3 separate regions of the Mus musculus genome follow, and all the other regions are linked to region 1. Evidence: chromatin contacts called from public HiChIP or PLAC-seq and promoter capture Hi-C data. All regions are on one chromosome and are shown on one strand. Each heading gives the region's core, a stretch centred on a gene start, on an enhancer-like site or on the middle of the called end of the contact. The rest is flanking DNA. Distances are from core to core; before and after follow the strand shown.

Region 1 (3,230 bases), core at 223-2,722:
CGTTCTCCGTATATAGTCCAGGTGGGCCTCAGATTTGAGATCTTTCTGCTTCAGCTTCCCAAACTCTGAAAACTTACAAGTGAACACCATCACACTGGACTTGCAATTAGTTAAATCTGTATGTAAGGAATTTAGGGAATTATTTGTAGAATGGGGAGAAGAATAGGCAAATATGGCTGAAATAATGTCCACACCCCCCATTTCCCATTATCTTTACTGCCTACTGAATAATAAAAAAAAGAGTTAACTTATAGAGTTATTTAGCACAGTCTGTCTTATATCAAAACTGAAGAAACATTTCTTGTGCCATAGATAATACAACAGGACCAGGAAAAAATTCTGACATCCCCTAACAAGTCTTATGATCCAGAGAGAGAGAGAGAGAGAGAGAGAGAGAGAGAGAGAGAGAGAGAGATTTTATTTTACCATTAAGGCCAAGGACCAGTTGCAGGGAAAGAGATCAAGACTGTCCTCTAACCAAGTTCAAATGTCTCCAAATCTCTTAGCAACGTAGACATATGCCATTCCTAAAATACTTTGTTTTGTATACTGTGCACTGCTTTGTTGTCCATTGTTTCATTTGATAAATGTGGTAAAAACGAAAAAAAAAACTTCTACACAAGACAAGGAAGATAGTGTCATCATTTTATAAGCAAATAGTAAAACCCAAAGGCATCCAATGACTGGCCTAAGATTACTACTTACAGTTAAGAAAGAGCCAGAATTCTAACACTTTTTCTTTTCCTTTTTTTTCTTTTTTCTTTTTCGAGACAGGGTTTCTCTGTATAGCCCAGGCTGTCCTGGAACTCACTCTGTAGACCAGGCTGGCCTCGAACTCAGAAATCCACCTGCCTCTGTCTCCTGAGTGCTGGGACTAAAGGCGTGCGCCACCATACCTGGCTTCTAACACTTTTTCTATCTAGTATTTTTTACCTAAGTGGGAGTTCCCTTAAAGGACAGAGAAGGGAGAAAGCAACAGAACGTGTCTGTCCTCTCATGCTAAGGTCTCTTGTGAGGGGGATTCTCTATTCCCAGGGAATCCACATTAGTTTGGTGACCTTTGGTTCTAACTACCTAAAGAAAGTATTCCTAACTTTGAATCTGATTCCCATCTATAAACATGCTGTTTCTTACCCTTTCTTTTGGTCCTGATCCTTGTTTAAACTCTTATTTTTCTCCGTGTGTTTTGGTCCCTGGGGTCTCACTTCAAAACTTCACCCTCTCCTAAGAGTCGCGTCCTTGGTATCCAAAGTAACCACAGCTGAGTTTATCCCGTCCCTTCTACTCTTCCTATTGGTCAGTTACATTAACTTTTTTTCTTTCTCTGCTCTCTTGGCCAATGGGCTTGAAGCAACGGGAAAGCAACGAGGGGGGAGCGGGGGCTCCTCTACCAATCGGCTGTCAGTCTGTGTATTCAGCGCACTGTCTCCTGGGATATGTAGTTTCACAGTTACCAGAACACCTTGATGTTTGGCTCCTTTAAAACTACATATCCCGATGGCCTCCGCCAAAGGGGCGGAAATAGGTGACTTGTCCAGGTCAGGGTTTCAACTAGGCTCTTTGAAGTTTTAACTTTCCTACCGGGATTTAAGGCGTTAAGTACTGTGCTGGGGGCCTGGCTCGTTCTTCCTTGGCGGAGCCGTGCATGCTGTCCCCTTCGTGACTGACCCGAGGCAGCTCGTGGTTCTTGTGGTCCCGGGACCAGCGAGCCAAGGCTGAAGCGTTCCAAGGGAGAGCATGTTCGGCCGCCTCCCTCCTTGCGCGTCCCGAGTGCGGGCGGGCGCCTTGGTCGGAGCTCTCGGGGCTCGGACTTGCGGCTCCAGTGGGGCGCAGCGGCAGGGATCAGCGCCCGATGACTCTGGGGCCGGCCTGGCGCGTGGGGCTCTGAGGGAGTGGACGCTGCAGGTGAGCCCGTTTGGGCGACTGAGGGCGCGGCTCCCTTGCCACCTGGCCGTGAGGCCCCTGGATCCCCTTGCGCACCCGGATGGCGACCGCGTGCAGGTGGCGGTGTGCGGCGTGGAGCACGTGGCGCGCGGCCTGGACAGCCTGCAGGTCAAGTATGATGCTGATCGGCAGGAGATGGCCATTCTGTCGGACGACATCGACCCCCAGGCGTCGGTGGAGGTGAACGCGCCCGTCAAATTTGGCAAGTGAAGTGAAAAAGGGTTTGGGTCACAAAACTAATAGTGTTTAAGCGTTGGGTTTCCAATTAAGGAGGAAAATTAAAGCCGAGTGGAAGCTTGTATTGGAATAATCTGAGTCTAATTACATTGTGGAGCCATTAGCATCACAGTCATTAGCATCGTTCAGGGTTGAGGTTTCTTGATAACTATCCAGTGGTTTGGTAGCCCACATCTCGGGGCTCTGGTCCCTCGTCAGCTCTATGTATAGATGCTTCCAGCTAATCTAGAAAAACAAAAACAAAAACAAACGAACAAAAAACCTTGCTTTCCAACAGGTACCCAGGTTGGTAGATGTCTATTCATTTAGGCATAAGTAAATTCTCTGCGAATACAAACTTTGAAGCAAGACACATAGTTAAGACTGTCTGGGGAAATTCATAATAGTACCTGCAAAACGTATTTCTTAGGCATCTGAGTCCCGTTATTTTATTTCCCAGATGCAAACCGCTGAGCACACATACTTTTCTAGAAAGGGTTCTGGGGCTCTCATTCTTCCTGGAACTGAAGGATGGTGTTGCTGATGATAGCAATAGCACCGTTTACCTCTTCTAAAATTATTTTATATTAACCCTCACAGTTGCTCGGTAGGGTGGATGCTTTTGTCACCGTTTCAGATGAGGACATTGAAGTAAAGGAAGTATAAGATACATACTGTGACTGAACAAACAAAGGCCCCGTGCGTGGTGACATTATGAAATTTGCTTCCTTAGGTGTCTTTCCACCTTAAATACAAGTAGGCAGGGCTAGGATGTGAGCTGTTAGGCTTCGTTGCTTCTCAACTTCTAACTAGCCTAAATGAATAAGAGACAGTGCCTCCAAATTTTAATACTCTGAAGTGCCGGTGGGGCTTTACCACAGTGCAGAATAAAATGGGAGTCAAAGGAGAGAGAGGCAAAACTTAAAACAGCCTCTCTGAGATGGGTATTACCTCTCCCAGCGATCCCAAATTACCTCACTGCTTCTTTTTAAAGCCAGGGGCTTATTTTCAGGGTACTGCCTCGATTCCATAGGCCCCTCAAATCTACATCGCTGATTTTATTGATAGTT
Region 2 (3,230 bases), core at 416-2,915, 510 kb before region 1:
CGGTGCCATTTCGAAGACATATAACATGAACAGATAAAAAATGATGAGCACTTTTTTACTTTTATTAATCTATATGAATACACTGTTGCTATCTTCAGACACACCAGAAGACGGCATCAGATTCCATTTCAGATAGTTGTGAGCCACCATGTGGTTGCTGGGAATTGAACTCAGGACCTCTAGAAGAGTGGTCAGTGCTCTTATCTGCTGAGCCATCTCTCCAGCCTAATGCTGGGCATCTTAACTCATTTAAAAATACAAATGAAATGCAGGACGAAACTCAGCTGGTAGAGTGTCTAGCATGCAAATATGCAAACCTCCCAGTTCAGGCCCCACCCGACCATGCTCAATCTAACTCTCCCCTGAAGTCTCCCTCTAAAAAGCTAAGATTATCAATGCTGCCCTTTTACTTCCCTCCTATATTGTTTCTAAAAAAGACTAACAAAATATCTGAAATATTAGATAAATAAAAGGAATTACTTACACTTGAACTACAAAGCTATTAATCTCTGCTCATACAGTCTTTAGGTAAAAGAGCAACCCCTGTAACACCTGCACGACACATAACAAAACTGCACCTGCTGTAAAAGGAGATCAGGAACAGAGAGCTCCTAAGACTCAAGGCTGTTTGTGTTGCATAGAAAGATCACTCCAACAGGAGGGCAAAACGATGAGGGTTTAGAACATGAAAAATAGCTTACAAGAGACAACCTGTTATTTCCCAAAGTATATTCCTTGAAACTACATTTCTATAATCAAGTAATTTTAGAAAAACCTTTCTGCATTAGAGGTTCCCATGTATGCTCATAGCAAATAAACCGTATTTGGTCTAGGAATGCAAAAAGTATTTTTTATTTCAAAATCTGTTTATCTGTAGTTGTTTCGGTGCCCCTATCAACACCCCAAGACATTAAAAGTTCTTCTGAATAGTAATCCATAAAGACACACACATTTAAACTTGTCTATCAGCTCAATTTAGAGTAAACAGACGTATAGGTTAAATGCTGGATCTTCAGGCCAGCAGAGTACGGCAGAGGACCTTGTGTCTCAGTAATGCTCTGTTGAGGGAATAGTGCCTTACTTTCAGTAAGTGGGTTGCTCATCACATTACTTTAGTGTGTGTATGTCTGTGGGAAGGGAAGGGGAATTTGGGGCAGGGATTAGAATATATGTAAATATGCCAAGGTACATACAAGCATGCACCGTGGAGTCACAGGACAACCCATGGGAGCTGACTCTCCTTGAAACATGTAGGTAGGTGCCAGGGATCAAGCTTTGCATGCCTTCCTATGGTGGTTTGAATATGTTTGACCCAGGGAGTGGCACTACTGGGAAGTATGGCCTTGGTGGAGGAAGTCTGTCACTGTGGGAGTGGGCACTGAGACCCTCCTACTAGCTGCCCCAAGACAGTCTTCTGTTTGCCTTGTAGAACTCTCAGCTCCTCCAGCACCATGCCTGCCTGGACACTGGCATGCTTTCCTCCAGGATAATAAATAATGGACTGAACCTCAGAGCCAGTAGCCAGCTTCAATTCAATGTTGTCCTTTATAAGAGTTGCCTTGCTCACGGTGTCTCTTTACAGCAATAGAACCCTAACTAAGACGCTTTACCTGCTATCTCCCTGGTCATCACATTCTTACTGATGCAATCTAACCTCCATGGACATAAAGGAAAGTGCCACAAGGGGGAGCCATTCCATGCCATATTTAGCACATACTTTCAAACAGAAGAATGGTAACGAATGATAGAAAAGTGGCGGAGGGAGGAGGGGTCTACCTCAGTCATAATCATTCTTTACCTGTCACAGAAGCTGGACTTTTCAATCTGGCCAGACTGGCTTGCTAACTGCTCAGGATCCTCCTGTCTCCGCGCCCGTCCCCAGGACTACAATTACAGGAGTGTGCTGCCACCATGGTTGCGAGAGACAGAGCTCAGGTCCTCACGCTTACACAGCAAGCGCCTTAAGGCCTAAGACAGCTCCTCAGCCACTTTATTCATTATATTTTTAAAATAGCCATAAGTTCAATAAAATTCACTTTTTAATTAATGACAGAAAAATATACTTTCCCAATTACAGCCTCTGATACCTGCCTCTAATAGATTAGATATGTGCAAGCACTTTATTTTATATATATGAGTGCTCTATCTGCATATACACCCCCATGCTAGAAGAGAGCATCAGATCACATTATAGGTGATTAGAAGCCACCATGTGATTGCTGGGAATTGAACTTGGGACCTCTGGAAAAGCAGCCAGAAGTCTTAACTGCTGAGCCATCATCTCTCCAGCCCCATGCAAGTTCTTCTTAACCCTAGCCAACTGTAACGTTCTCTCTGACTGACCCTTACCACATTCCTTGTCCAGTATTCTTACCACTGCTCACCACCATTCTTTCTACACTCAGCTTCTGAGAATAACTTTTTAGGTTCCAGGCAAGAGGCCTGTGGGGCCGATCTGCCTGACTTATTTCACTGAATGTAATGCTTTAGTAAATGACAGACTTCATTTATAGCACGTCTGTATTTCTCTATCCTTTCTCAGCTATCGTAAACAATGCTAGAATACAGATCAGTGCAGAGACTTACCACACTCTCCTTCAGATATACCGCCTGAGCTGTGGGGCCACAGGACCACACGAGGTGAAAACAAGGGCTTCACTTTGACATACTTAAGGAATTCCATACCACAGTTTAACTAATGGCACTGCTAATAACGTTTTCCCCAATAGTACATAAGGATTTTCTTTACTCTGTCTTCAATAGTACTTGTTGCCTTTTGTTTTATAATAGCCATTATTGTACTTTTTAAGGTTTAAAAGAAAAACACATACTTTTAAGTTACGTTTACATATTTACTTGAAGGTGGAAGAGGAATATGCCCCACAGCATGCATGTGGCAGTCCAGGGCCAACACTTCTCTCCTTTGCTTCATGTTTTTGAGACTTCATGGCAAGGGTCCTTACCCAATAAGCCATCTCTCAGGCCCTGTTCCATTCTAAATGGAGTGAAATGGATCCATGGTTTGGAATGTGTTTCCCTGGTGATTAATAATAAAAAGAACAATAGAATAAAAGCCCAGGAAGTGACCCACATGTATGATCAACTGGCTCACCAACAAGGAGAAAATATAGTGTGCCAAGGAGTGGGCATCTCTTCAGCTCATGCTAAGTCTTCTGCATGCCTGCTGTGTTTACAACTATCAACCTTGCTTACGCTCTGAATTTTTAAAA
Region 3 (3,230 bases), core at 245-2,744, 340 kb after region 1:
TGGTAAATAAAGGTAAGGAGAGCCGACAAAATTCTACAAATTATAAAATTTTACTTATTATAAAATATAAAAGCCAGGCGGTAGTGGCACATGCCTTTAATCCCAGCACTTGGGAGGCAGAGGCAGGTGGATTTCTGAGTTCGAGGCCAGCCTGGTCTACAAAGTGAGTTCCAGGACAGCCAGGGCTATACAGAGAAACCCTGTCTTGGAAAAAGAAAGAAGAAAGAAAAGAAAGAAAGAAAAGAAAGAAAAGGAAAGGGAAAGGAAAGGGAAAGGAAAGGGAAAGGAAAGGGAAAGGAAAGGGAAAGGAAAGGGAAAGGAAAGGGAAAGGAAAGGAAAGGAAAGGAAAGGAAAGGAAAGGAAGGGAAAGGAAAGGAAAGGAAGAAAGAAAGGAAGGAAGGAAGGAAGGAAATATAAAACAGGCAGTTAAAAAATAAAGCAAGGGCCAGAGAGATGGCTCAGCAGTTAAGAGCACACTCGAGAACCCAAGATTGGTTCCCAGTACCCAAGCCTTAATTCCATCTTCAGGGCATCTAATGTCCTCTCCTCCTTCATCAGGCATGGGTACACATGTAGCATATAGCACAGACATTCACGCAGAAACACAAGTTAAAATAAAAATAAATCTGACTAAAAATAAGTAAGTCTGGGTGTAGTGGGCACAACTTTAGTCCAAACACTGCAGAGGCAGAGGCAGAGGCGCAGAGATACAGAGGCACAGAGAGGTGCAGAGAGGCAGAGGCAGGCAGATCTTCCAAGGCCAGCCTGGTCTATACAGTGAGTTCCAGAGCAGCCAAGGCTATATAGTTGAGACCCTGCCTCAGATAAAGCAAAACAACTTAAGAAATAAAAGAAAGTTGAAGGATTTTTGAATGATGTATTTTGTTTGTTTAGTAAGGAACTGTTGTAAGACACCTAGTCAATTTGTTAAGATTCACTCACAAGCCAGGCATAAGTGGCTCATGCCTGGAATTCAAAGTGAGACCCTGTTTCAAAATGTCAGAAATAGGTTTGGTGTGGTAGCAGAGGCAGGCAGATTTCAGTGGGATCAAGGCCAGCCTAGTGAGTTCCAGGCCAGGGCTACATAGTGAGAGCCCATCTCAAAACAAACAAGTAACAACCATATCAAACCTTAAAAGCCATCGCTCAGAGTGGTACTCAATTCCGTTTCTAATTACTCCACCTTCAGGACTGAAGCCTTTTGCAGCCCTCCATGTAGCCTTACCTTTTCTTTGGCTTCCTGCTCCTTCCGCCTGGCCTCTGCTTTTGCTTTCTTTTCTGCTTCTTTCTTGGCCTTTTCTTCTTCCTTAAATTTTTTTATCCTTGGGTCACAACTGTAAGCATTATCTACCCAAAAAATATGGTAATCTTGTCAATGTCTAACATTCAAAGAACGTAAAAAATTTTTGTGAAAACCCCATTAACTCTACTTACCAACTAATGTTCTTATTCTGTTCATCTCTTCCTTTTTCCTTTGTGCCCTCGTGGCTCTGTTCTGCTTTTCAATCCACTTCCTCTCATCACGGCTGTAAGACAGAAAAAGTCAATACCAAGCAAGCACTACAGATGACTGGAAAACAACACTTTATAAATTCAGTGCAAGTGTCCTAACAATGAAGCCGCTATCCCTCATTCCTGTTATTTAAAGGGTGGTTTCATTTAGTATTAATTTTCATTGCTTTTCTTGATATTTATGTAAAAAGAATTTCCCTACACATTAATAAAGAAACTAAAACTAGCTTTGGCAACCAAGAGAAGACCTTATGGAGCCGAACTATTTTGACACTATTTTCCTTGACAATTTCTTAGGTGTATACTAACCTACTTGGCCCCACCTAGGCTTATATACTGGGGCTCAGAGAGAAGGCTCAGAAACTGAAGCATTGCTGTTCTTCCAGAGGACCCAACTTAGGTGCCCAACGCTCACACTGGCAGCTTAGAACTGCATGCAACTCTAGTTCCAAGTTCTAGTTCTAGTTCTGTGCTGGGCTTTTGAGGCACCAGGCATGCATGTTGTGTATATCCATACATGAAGGTTCTCATAAACATACATCCAACCAACCAACCAACAAACAAACAAACCCCTATTACCAAAATGTGCTTACTGGGATGACAGTGGCCATGATTCAGTTGTGGGGTAACCACCCACTTTATGATTTGGATTTGAGGTCTACTCTGGAGCATGGAGTTCATGACTGATAATCTAAACTTGGTCAAAACCTCATGGATAGAAAGGTTATAGGCCATAGTGGGGAATCAACTATTACTGTTTTGCTAAACGAAAATGTTGTCAAGTTGCCGTCCAAGTATTGTATTTATATCCGTAGGCTGTGCAGCTCTCTCTAAGTCAGGAGGTGGTTAATGCAGACTCCTAACTTGTCGATGTGCTGAGGGTAGCTGACTGGAGCATTAGAGTATGGCCCTCACTCCCTGACACCCAAGGGTTCAGGAACATCACAGAATGGAAGAAGACAGACTATGGCAGCTGCAGGATGTGCAGGGGTGCTGTGAAATGTCTTCTGAACACGCTGGGGCCCCTGCAGTCGTGAATGCACAGAGCTGTGGCAAGATTAAGCCTGTCCAGAGCCCTCATGGGTGGAGGAGGAGAGTGTGAGGGCCACTCATTCTAACTGAGACGCTACTGGCAGGTAAAAGTTGCTGGGGGGAGGGGAGTAATTTTTCTCAGTAGTGTAGCCATGAGTAAGGTGCTCACAATCCAGCAAATAACTACACGTAAGCAAGCACATGCTGGTGAAAGAAGGAAGGGCAGAAAGACAGGAGCATGTGTGGCAGGAAGGTTTCCAGAGGAGTGGGAGGAGGCGAGACGGTGAACATGATCAAAACACATCCCACGCGTATATGAATTACCAGAGAACAGACACTTTTTAAAAGCTGGAGAGTGACAAGATGGTGCCAGTGATTGCCTTTAAGCCTGAGGGTATGAATTTGACCCCTGGGAACAAGGTTAGAAGGGAACCCAGTCCATAAAGTTGTCCTCTGGTCTCCACACCCAGGCTAGGACTAATCTGTGTCCCCCATAATAAATAAATAACAAAATAGAAAGTGGCTTGGATGCAGCTTACTTGCCTACCTTAAACAGAGTCTTAAACTAATCTCTAGCATACACATACACAACTTTTTTTTTTATAAAGAAAAGCTGGATGTATTTCTCAGTGGTAGCATTTGCCTAACATAAATGAGGCTTTGGTCCTCTGCTCCACTGTGTGTGT

The links. Promoter capture Hi-C pulls out the DNA fragments that hold promoters and counts their contacts. HiChIP or PLAC-seq counts read pairs in DNA pulled down with a chosen protein or histone mark.
Region 2: a promoter capture Hi-C map of stem cell-derived epiblast-like cells shows a contact between it and region 1, with 2.9 times the contacts expected there. The contact joins the enhancer-like site here to the promoter of Fam185a in region 1. A contact is called at or near these places in 12 of 39 promoter capture datasets (the 3T3-L1 cell line, 3T3-L1-derived adipocytes, the C10 cell line and 6 more), 1 of 15 datasets of contacts at CTCF or cohesin (large pre-B cells), 10 of 484 Hi-C or Micro-C datasets (adipose-derived mesenchymal stem cells, cardiomyocytes, cerebellar granule neurons and 6 more), 6 of 115 datasets of contacts at active chromatin or transcription factors (the 230-238 cell line, astrocytes, bone marrow-derived macrophages and 3 more) and 3 of 9 other capture datasets (adipose tissue, liver and pancreatic islet).
Region 3: an H3K4me3 HiChIP or PLAC-seq map of bone marrow-derived macrophages shows a contact between it and region 1, with 4 times the contacts expected there. The contact joins the enhancer-like site here to the promoter of Fam185a in region 1. A contact is called at or near these places in 5 of 39 promoter capture datasets (the 3T3-L1 cell line, hippocampal neurons, liver and 1 more) and 1 of 115 datasets of contacts at active chromatin or transcription factors (bone marrow-derived macrophages).

Annotation. Positions count from the first base shown.
Region 1 is chr5:21,423,431-21,426,660 of GRCm38.p6, forward strand. Fam185a (family with sequence similarity 185, member A) reads left to right here and starts at 1,473. Exons shown (of 8, transcript NM_177869.4): 1 at 1,473-2,146. The coding sequence starts at 1,738. Ccdc146 (coiled-coil domain containing 146) reads right to left here and starts at 1,247. Exons shown (of 19, transcript NM_029195.1): 1 at 1,135-1,247.
Region 2 is chr5:20,912,181-20,915,410 of GRCm38.p6, forward strand. All of the region lies in intron 3 of Rsbn1l (round spermatid basic protein 1-like), which reads right to left. Among named protein-coding and RNA genes, the nearest start is that of Tmem60, 31 kb to the left of the region's middle. Within about 2 kb of position 1,666, at least 20 of the 459 cell types and tissues checked have an H3K27ac peak or open chromatin away from gene starts, as enhancers often do. A contact at or near this core is called in embryonic fibroblasts, pancreatic cancer cells and stem cell-derived epiblast-like cells, where this site is marked.
Region 3 is chr5:21,767,212-21,770,441 of GRCm38.p6, forward strand. It overlaps Dnajc2 (DnaJ heat shock protein family (Hsp40) member C2), which reads right to left. Exons shown (of 17, transcript NM_009584.4): 8 at 1,435-1,526; 9 at 1,226-1,347. Among named protein-coding and RNA genes, the nearest start is that of Dnajc2, 16 kb to the right of the region's middle. Within about 2 kb of position 1,495, at least 8 of the 459 cell types and tissues checked have an H3K27ac peak or open chromatin away from gene starts, as enhancers often do. A contact at or near this core is called in bone marrow-derived macrophages, where this site is marked.